Regions from separate parts of the Drosophila melanogaster genome. Here region 1 is linked to region 2. Evidence: chromatin contacts called from public Hi-C data. All regions are on one chromosome and are shown on one strand. The core of a region is the stretch at or near the end of the contact, and the rest is flanking DNA. Distances in the headings are between cores, read along the strand shown.

Region 1 (4,678 bases), core at 254-2,753, 110 kb before region 2:
AGGAGGAATAAATGTGAAGGGCTTAAATCCAGCAGCCTAAATCCAGCTTACTTGTTAAAATGTAGACGAATCTTTAGAAGTTTGACAGACATTATTAAATCTTTTGAAGATGTAATTGTTTGCTTCTGGTTTCAAAAATCAAGGAGTGTACATGAGTTTCTTTCGATAATCTTTTGTTTAACTAGGACTATAGTAATTACTGAAGAGCACTGACATTATGAAGACAAGAATAAATTAACTTATCCTAGCTAGCAATTCCTTAGGATGAAGCCTTGCTTTGCGCGACTTTGCGTCGTTTTTCGAGTATTTCCGCTTCGAGAAGTTCGTTTTTCAGGCGCATATTGCGCAGCTCCACCTTTCGCTGCTCCAGCTCGTATTTCTGCTTCTCCATCTCAAGCTTGTGCTTCTCGGCTGCCCGGGCGTTTTCGCATCGATAGTACTCCTGTTGCAGCCTGATCAGAACGACTTTTTCATCCTTCAGGGTATTCGTGGCATCCTCTTCTGAGCTCACATCGACTGACTCTTCATTTACATTCAGAGCTGAGTAGTTTGGTCTGTCAACTGAGTAGCTTGAGTTATTCGGCACGAGCTTGACTTCGGTAGAGGCGCTTCTGAGGCTTTTTCGGTTCAATTCCGATTCGAAATAGGTACTACCTGCAAGATGTTTTTAGAGTTTATTAGAGATAAAGCACTGAAATATTGCTGTAGAAGAACCTATCATGGTAAGACTATTAAGGTACATCTTGTCAACTACCACGTTCATGCTTTTGATCCTGCCATCCTTTACTCACTTTCTTCATTATCAGCAGCTGCAGCCAGCGAAGAAACTCCCGAAATGGACAAATTCTGCACCGAATCTGATGCATTGTCAGTCTTTGCCTCCTCGTCACTCAGTGTTCCGTTCTTTCGCATCATCCGCAGGTTGTTGGTGTACTTCTCTCGCAGAGCCTGCCAAGAACGCTCTATTCCGGTCTGAATGGCGAAGTCCGCCTCAATTTGCTTCCACGCCTCCGATTTCTTCCTCCAAATGGCCGGATCCTTCTGCTTGTTGCGGATCACGTCGCGATGCGCCAGGATCAGGTTCTCCAGGATCTCCTCCTCCTCAATGGTGAAGTTCTTCGCACGGGCCCTTACTCGCTTAGCCGCAAACATTGCGTATGTAATTAAATTTCCCTTCGCAAAGACAAAATTAAAAATTTGGTAAACAAAAAGCTGTTTGGTTGCGAGTCGTGAGTTGCCAGATCTTTTGATGTTAAGCAGGGATGGATGACAAGAAAAGTTTCAAATTCGGCGGTCCGTTTAGAAAAATACTAAGCTCCGTTAGTTCAAAATAATTAATGAATTACTGGAGCGCACTTGCCAACTTAAAAGACCAATTTCAAGCTACTTATATAAATAGGTGGTCCTTAAGTTATTTTTAAGTTTAAATAAATAACAAAAATTTGGTTCCTTTCCAACACTCTTTCCGATGGCAGCCCTAACCATCAGCTGATATGGCCGATCACAACGCTCTGGCAACGCTGTCCATTGTTGTCTACGATTTTAGTTTGTTGTCCTTTGTTTATTTACGCCTTTAAATTCCTGTAAAATGGCCGAAGAAATCGACGATAACGAGTTTTACCGGGAGAACTTCAGTGCGGATTCCGACTGGGAGGTGTTCAACGCCCAGCTGGGCGAAATCCTTCAAAAATGGGACGTATCGTCGGATTCCGAGACCAGAAATCTTAAATCCGAAGAAATCTTCAGCTGCAATTGGAAGGTGGAGCGGGAGAAGCTGGACATGTTGAGGAATGGCATTGAGGTGGAGTATCACCAGGCCATACTGGAGGATGAGGAACTCGTCAGAGCGGAGGCGAAGGAGATCACCTGCCTGCAACGCACCAGTTGCCACCATGATCTCATGTCCACTGGGAATAGCTTTGGTCCTCCAATAAGAAGCTCACAGGAGCTGCACATTCTGGCCAGGATCTACGGGCTAAGGAGGTTCATTGTCCTGCACCCCGTGAATCCAACTCTGAACTACATGAGGTCCACCTCGGAGTTCAACTTCTTCCTGAGCGCCGTCGCCGTTGTGTCTGCCGAAGTTCAGAGCTTAGTGCCCATCTTCGTCCAGATCTACGATCCCAAATGGAACTACTATACGGGCGTGGCCCTGGCTCCTGCTCTGAGAACCAATTTCAGGCTGATTGGACTGGAGAAAGCCCCGCCAGAATGTCGGTTTCTGATGGGTTTGCTTACCCTGTTCAGGGAAAAGGTGCCTACTTCCTACACCCAGGCGGCCATGATTTCAGTTTGCACCACCTACGCTCTGGACACCATGCGCATCCGCATGCCCATGTACGTGCCCTTCGACCACGGCCTCAGCTCCGAGGATATCGTAGTGGATGGAGAAGTTTCGCATCTGGAAGTACAGCAGTTCTGTGCCCTCCCACATGGCTACAAGCCCGAGTCCCGCACGGAAATCTACCTGGTCTACACCTGGCCAGAGCTGTCCGAGCACGTGGCCTTTGATAGCGAACAGAGGAGTGACTTTGTGCCCGCCAAAGCTCCGCTGGGAAAAATCTACCTATCAGTTGAGGCCTCTTCCTATCTCTCCTGCTGCCTAAGGGATTACCAATCGGTGGCCGAGGTTACCAGGTCCCTGGAGTCCTTTGTGGGCAGAAACTTCTCCGGCACTAGCAGCGGAGCTGAGGCCGCGTCAAATCCCTTGGACCGCATTACGGAGCACAAGCTGACCAAGCGTAGGGAACGCAGCTTTGAGTTGCCCTCGCAGGCGGGATTAACCAAGCGACTACCTGGTCCCATGACCGAAAGCGAGTTGAGCGAGCTATTGGCGTATCTGTTCCCCGATATGCATCCCGAGATGGCGTTGTTCCCCTACGCCAAAAAGAACTTTACGGATAAGGTGAGTGAAGCTTCGAGAAATGATAGTCTAGTCTGCAGTCCAATAATCATTTTGTAGTTAAACTATACTTCTTACCTCATTTTTGCCATTTTTCAGTTCGACCCCATGCGGATTAAGAGTGCTGTTCCCGATTCGTTGGTCTGTCGCCTCAGTTGTCTGCTGGCCACCTGCCACGCCCACCTAGGCAGCGTCGAAGGCATGGCCCAGGTATGGGCGGCCTTCACCCGCCAGCTCCGTTTGCTGTGGGATAATTCGCTCATGGTGCCCGGGTAAGTAAAACGCCATATCAGCCGACAGATAGTAACAAAAATATGCTTTATTCGGAACTTGATGCGTACGAACTAAGGACCAAAAACGAAACGTTTCGTAAATTGTCTAGTAAATTTAGTTGCTAATCTGTGAAGCCGCAAAGTTAACACTTGAATTGGATTTACATTTAACAGTATAACGCACATTTAATATGGAATCGTGTACTATAACTCTAACTGCGTTGAATTGGTGGTGTTATCTCCTCAAAATCGGTTGGTGTCTTCGTTTTTAGTGTTATCCTAGAGAGGAGCTCCTTTCGGGGTAAGTGCTCCACTGTTCTCCTAGTTAAAGGATGTATATATTTTTGTGGCTGGCAGTTTTGGTGTCACCGATTATCGTTAATATTGCTCATCGCTCGGTTATCGTTTTTCTTCCAGTGCAGCTAAACTAAATTTAAGCACGTGCTCTCCTCCCGTTTCGTTTTATCATTTTTCTCAGTGTGCTAAGGCAGTTGAATTAAATTGTAAACGCTAACACTAAGTTTGATTTAAAGTTTCTTATGCTAATTGCGGATATTGGTTCCTCTACTTCTCCTTAGGCTTGCTTTAAAGTGAAACGTTCAACGGAAACATATTTAGTTAGTTTTTTTTCTCTGAATTTATTGCCTAGTTTTATTGGAGTATTTGCTTACTTCTGTTCTAAATAATTGCTCCCGTTTTCCACCTAAATTGTGCTTACTGGTCTAATGCTCAAAGCCTCGCCTATAACTATGTTTTAGGGCTAGTGTGTAGAGTATAGAGTAGATATTAGCTTACTGCACTAAGTATCTAGTGCCAGACATGGACTTGTTATGGCTCCCAGCGGGAGTCCCGCCCACGGGCACTAAATATTGTTAACTGTCAACTGTGTTTCGCCCGGACTGGACCGGACTGTTTGTCCGGACGCGTCCCTCCAACGACAATGATAATGTTAAGGCTATGATAATGATGAACCCAAATCGTTTCGAACGCTTAAGCCTACAAACTTCTATATACATCGATGTACAGGCGCTCGACTGGCAAGCAATACAAACCAAAAAAGTGTGAATAAAACCAAAAGTGTGTAATATATTCTTTTATTAAAATCTTACTGAAAGTAGAAAGCATAAACATAAGACAGAACTTAGCACGCAAATATTCGATTGAAGCTTCTGTACAAACGAAATAAAAACAAGACGAGACTTAAAATCGATTTCGAACTGAAACTGAAGCTGAGTCTAAACTGACTTCAATGTGATTTAAACTAAAGGCAGTAAATTGTTGGTTTCTTCAAAACTACTGGAATGGGTGATTAGCTCGGAGCTGGGAGAGACGAACATAGAATGAAAGTAAATGAATTGAGCCAAATGATAAGTGATAAGAGTTCTAGACTAGAGAGTGTTGTGGAAATGCTTGAAAGTGTGTGAAAAGTTAATTCGACCTACTGCAATTGGTTATTTGGCTCTTAACTACCTTGAAAACCTTTAAACTTTGAATTACGTTCGGG
Region 2 (4,692 bases), core at 187-2,686:
ACAAGCGGACGGATTCATGCCTGCGGATGGAACAATCGTGGTCAACTGGGACTGGATTCCACGGAGGAGTGCCACAGCGAGTTCAAGATGATCCCCACGGAATACTTCGGGGTGAGTAAGCCTATGATCGCTTCTCCTAGAAACCCATAATCTCTAACAATAAAATTACAGGATGTTCCTGTGGAAACCATTAGCTGTGGCTGGGACATTTCGGGAGCCATCACGTTGACCAAACGCCTGTTTGTCTGGGGCTCCAATGCCTTTCAGCAGCTGGGAATTTGTCAGCGCGGCTTTACTGCCGTGAGAAGACCAATGCCAGTAAAGCTTCCACGCGAAGAACCCGCCCAGAGGATCAGCTTCGGCCTGCGCCACTGTGCCGTCCTTACGCAAGACAACAAAATCTACGTTTTCGGACGATTGAGGATTATGGACCCTCCGCCCATCGAGCTGGATATCACGGCCACCTGCCTGCACCGCTGCAATACGGTGAAGATACAGGTCCACAATCCCAACGAACTGCGGATAGTTTCCATTTCGAGTGGTCAGAACCACATGGTGCTCAAGTGCGCGGATCTAAGCGAAACGGGTGGAGGCAGCACCAAAAGAATCCTTACCTTGGGTGACAACAAGTTTGGCCAGTCCAACGCCTTTCAGTTTGAGGAGGATGTGCGTCAGTTGGCCGTGGGTTGGACCCACAATGCAGCTGTGCTCAAAAACAACGAGATCCTCGTATGGGGTCGCAATTGCTACGGTCAGCTGGGAATGGGTTCGTTCAGCGAACAGCAGGCAATACCCACGCCACTTCGCCTGAAGCTTCCTGAGGATCAGGGTCCTGCCAGAATTCACATGGGCGCCGAGCACGGTCTACTGAGGACTACGGCAGGAGAGGTCTACACCTGGGGATGGAACGAGCATGGGAACTGCGGCAACAACAGCACCGAAAATGTGTAGGAACCGACCTTAGTCCACAAAAATAAGTACATATTTACATTAATTTACTTTTCCAGTTGCACCCCAACTCTTTTACAACTGCCACCAGTGAAATTGTGCGGCGCAGGAGCAGGATTTTGTTACGCGATCACAGAGCCCGTAATCTAACTTTAAGTCCATGTGATGTCCTTCTGGTTTAGCTTATGACCCATTGTAAAATGTTCGTGTACGGCTTTGTTAAAACTTTTAAATAAAAATACTACTGTTATTGATGAAATGAAAAAGCACGAGTTGGAACTACAAATAGTGAAATAAACCGAGTTATCCTTGATATATTATACTAATTCTGATGACACTTTTACGTCAAGCACTTATTTAAATTTACTAGAAGCTCTTTGTTGGGCGGCTACACACATATGAACGGTCACATTGCGGTCACACGTATGAACATGATTTGATATTTACATAGTTTCCTAAATATTCCGATTATGAGTTAGATATTTAAATGAACTCTCTTATTATGGTCATATCATATTTAACTGCCATATCTGAAGGCTTTTCTTTAATAACATTAAGACCAACCAATCAGTGTTGCAAAATAGTCCAGTGCTGCCCATCATCCTTATGCCAGAATCTTTTTTACCGGTCACATTTCTTTTCTTCTTGCTTCACTTCGCCAGTAGGTGACGTTCGTTGTGGTGCGGGGTAAGTTAATTAATTGTTTACTGCGTAATCCAAGCCAGTCTTCATAAACAAACTGGGTGCATATTGACTGGGCTTTTGCTCGATTACCAAGGCTTTTCTATTGTTTTTATTCAGTGAGCTGCGGTACACAGCAGGCGACGGTTGATCAACTTTATTGAAGTCAGGCATATTGTTCGTTCCTCCAAATTTATAGTTTATGTTTTTAGAAGCCGCACGATGTCCGAGAATGCCAGCAACAAGAGCCAGCTTATATCTAATGACCTAGACGAAGATGAGACTGCGGCCGCCACTCAAGGTAGAACTTTCGAGTGAACTTCAGGGTCTCATTGATGCTTATAATGCTACCAATTTACCCCTCCTCAGTCAACATATCCAGTCAGCTGGCCAAGAAAATATGGGGCGTAACATCCAACGACATTTCCCTGGGTCTCGTGGAGGCGTCTGAGGAAGCTGTGCCCAATTTTCCAAGTGGATGCGAATCAGGAACGGGGTGTGAAATGGGATCTGCCAGCAAGCCAGCGGCCAGCGAAAGTGTCAGCAAGCCAGCGGCCGTCGACAGTGCCAGCATTTACGTAACCGAGGTGGAGCGCGTTCTCTACGGAGATACCATCGGTTACCCGGAGAACGGCACTCATAACTACTTCAAGGCCGCCGAAAACTACTCCCTGTTCGGGGAGAGCTTCCTTGACTTTCCCAAGGACATGGCCAGCTGCCTTGCGGGCCTGAAACCGATGGTGAGTCAAGCTTGGAGTTCCCACCCGGGATACGAACGATCCGTCAAGTCGGTGCCTCTATATGAAAGAAGACAAGCTACTCCGGAACATGAAGGCGCTGCCTCCAACTTGCCGGGGGTAAGCTATGAGCAACCAGGCGCGAATCTATTAAACGGTTATCGGGTTTTTTTTGAAAATAGTTTAGAATTGCGTATCTATCTCACATACTATAAATATCCTATGCTAACTGCCATACATTTATTTTGTGTTTCAGAGCGGCTTTCAGCAACAACAAAGACAGATCCCTCAGCATCAGCAGCAACATCAGCAGCAGCAACATCATCAGCAGCAACATCATCAGCAGCAACATCATCAGCATCAACAGCAGAAACATCAACAGCAACAGCAGCAACATCAACAGCAGCAGCCACATCGTCAACTTGGCACCGAAAGCCACAATCGCAACTCGGTTAAAAATTTCAATGAGATACCATTTCCCCAGTTTTACCATCAGATGCGACACCAAGCGCCGCCACAGCCGCAGTTGAATGCGCCACGCAGCCACCATCATATCCACATGCCACAAAAGCAGCAGCAGGTGGCACCACAGCCACCACCGCAACAGCAGCAGCAGCAGCAGCAGCAACAGCAGTATCAGCAGCAGCTTCACCGTCCAAGTGTCGGGGATCTAGCTGCATTGTCCAACGCCAATCCCAAGGACTTTGCTCTGCTGTATCAGCAATTGATCGCTCGAAATCTGCGTCAAGCTTCGCAGCACAACCAGCAACACTCGCAACAGGCTGCCCCGCAACAACCTCAGGCTCCTAACAATGCTGCTGCTGCTGCAGCCATGATCTACAAGAATCTGGAGTTTCAGCAACAAGTGCAGCTGCGACAATTGCAACAGCTGCATCAGCAGCAGCAGCAGCAGCAGCAACAGCCTCGCATGCCACGTGGCATTTATGGGGGCAACGGTGGTCAGCAAACCGCACAAAATGGAAAGGAACATCAAGTTGGAACCCACAAGTAACACCAAATAGCTAAGAGGTCAGATTTCCTAATGTCCAATCGATCGGAATTAACGCCCATTAACAATTCACATTTATTTGTCCAACTTTTACAATGTAATTGAATTTTTTTCTGTCATTGCCATTTATACAATTGGTAATATTTGTTTACCAAATTATAGTCCGAATATTTTTTTAAATAAATTCACTTATCACGCAAGGTGTGATAGTCATAATAAAATGAATAATCCCCTCATACAGCCGGTGCTATGCCCATTCTTCTCCTAGCCCAATCGAACTCCACATAGTTCTCCCGCATGAAGGCATCACCGAGTATCCAGTACTGCAGGCCTAGCATGTCCATAAAGGCGGAGAAGCAAAAATTATCGTACCTGATGACGTAGGTATGTGGCTTCACGAAGAACTCCTTGCCAGCAATGCCAAAGACGATGATCGGAAGTTGGGGAATCGATTCACAGGCGACGGTGTACAGGTTATAGGTTTTATTGTGCTCGGCTCCGATGTCCTTGTTGATGTAGAGGACTTCCAGGACAGGACCAACGATCAGGGAGGTTCCCGTGTCCATGATGGCCTTGTTCCCCGTGCGGGAGCTCCTGGAACCCTTGCCATGGACCGCTATGAAGTCCAGCTTGAAGCTCCAGTACTTGGCCTCGGTCACATTTGTATAGGTCAACGGACCGTAGTACAGACTCGAGTTCGATCCACCGAGTATCATGGAGCCCCCATCACTGGACCCACTTTTCAGATGAAACGAGAAAATTGGCTGCTCCACCAACTGTTGGTCAATCATTTGCTGGAAAGAAGGGACCGATTTGGTCATAGAGAGTTGCTGAAAGGCGAAGCCAGCGATTCCATCGAAAACGGAGCAGGAGTCCGATATGTTGACCAATCCAATGCCTTGGTTCTGGATCTTTAGATCGCCGAAGCCAACATTATCCGAGGCCACGATTCCCTTCACGGAGCCCGATCCGTAGGTGATGCTAAATGGAGTTCCACTTGACCGAAAGGATTTGGAATTGGACTTCCGGAAAAACTTGTTCCCGCACGTTTTGATGCAGAATCTGCAATGGGAACTGGGCACCCAAAAGTCCGAGGAACCCGTGTCGAATTGCATGGTGAATGATTGATCTCCGACCGACACAACCCCGAAAAAGTTGGTATCGTAGGAATTTATCAGGGGCTCGGTTATCACGACTCCCTTACCGGACTCGCTGGTCACATTCACAGCATTCACCGTACGGAGTGGAGTAAATCCGTACTTCCTTCGCAGCGCATTCCGAAACTGCAGGTGCAGATGGGCGTGAGGAATCTTGTGG

The links. A called contact is a pair of places that touch in the nucleus more often than the background predicts.
Region 1: a contact with region 2 is called in a Hi-C map of the S2 cell line, with 2.5 times the contacts expected there. A contact is called at or near these places in 26 of 107 Hi-C or Micro-C datasets (the Clone 8 cell line, the D17-c3 cell line, the Kc167 cell line and 9 more) and 1 of 7 datasets of targeted methods (the Kc167 cell line).

Annotation. Positions count from the first base shown.
Region 1 is chr2L:1,607,982-1,612,659 of dm6, reverse strand. It overlaps Rab3GAP1 (RAB3 GTPase activating protein subunit 1), which reads left to right and starts at 1,503. Exons shown (of 5, transcript NM_134764.3): 1 at 1,503-2,905; 2 at 3,002-3,174. The coding sequence starts at 1,589. CG14352 reads right to left here and starts at 1,250. Exons shown (of 2, transcript NM_134765.3): 1 at 792-1,250; 2 at 84-654. The coding sequence starts at 1,152. The coding sequence ends at 260. It overlaps haf (hattifattener), which reads right to left. Exons shown (of 10, transcript NM_001272945.2): 10 at 3,271-4,678. It overlaps RFeSP (Rieske iron-sulfur protein), which reads left to right. Exons shown (of 3, transcript NM_001272947.1): 3 at 1-231.
Region 2 is chr2L:1,497,352-1,502,043 of dm6, reverse strand. It overlaps CG18131, which reads left to right and starts at 1,436. Exons shown (of 4, transcript NM_164422.3): 1 at 1,436-1,635; 2 at 1,842-1,930; 3 at 1,999-2,486; 4 at 2,623-3,589. The coding sequence starts at 1,852. The coding sequence ends at 3,378. It overlaps CG7420, which reads left to right. Exons shown (of 4, transcript NM_001272942.2): 2 at 1-111; 3 at 172-945; 4 at 1,008-1,260. The coding sequence ends at 1,130. It overlaps CG31661, which reads right to left. Exons shown (of 1, transcript NM_164420.2): 1 at 3,461-4,692. The coding sequence ends at 3,609. It also overlaps asRNA:CR44064.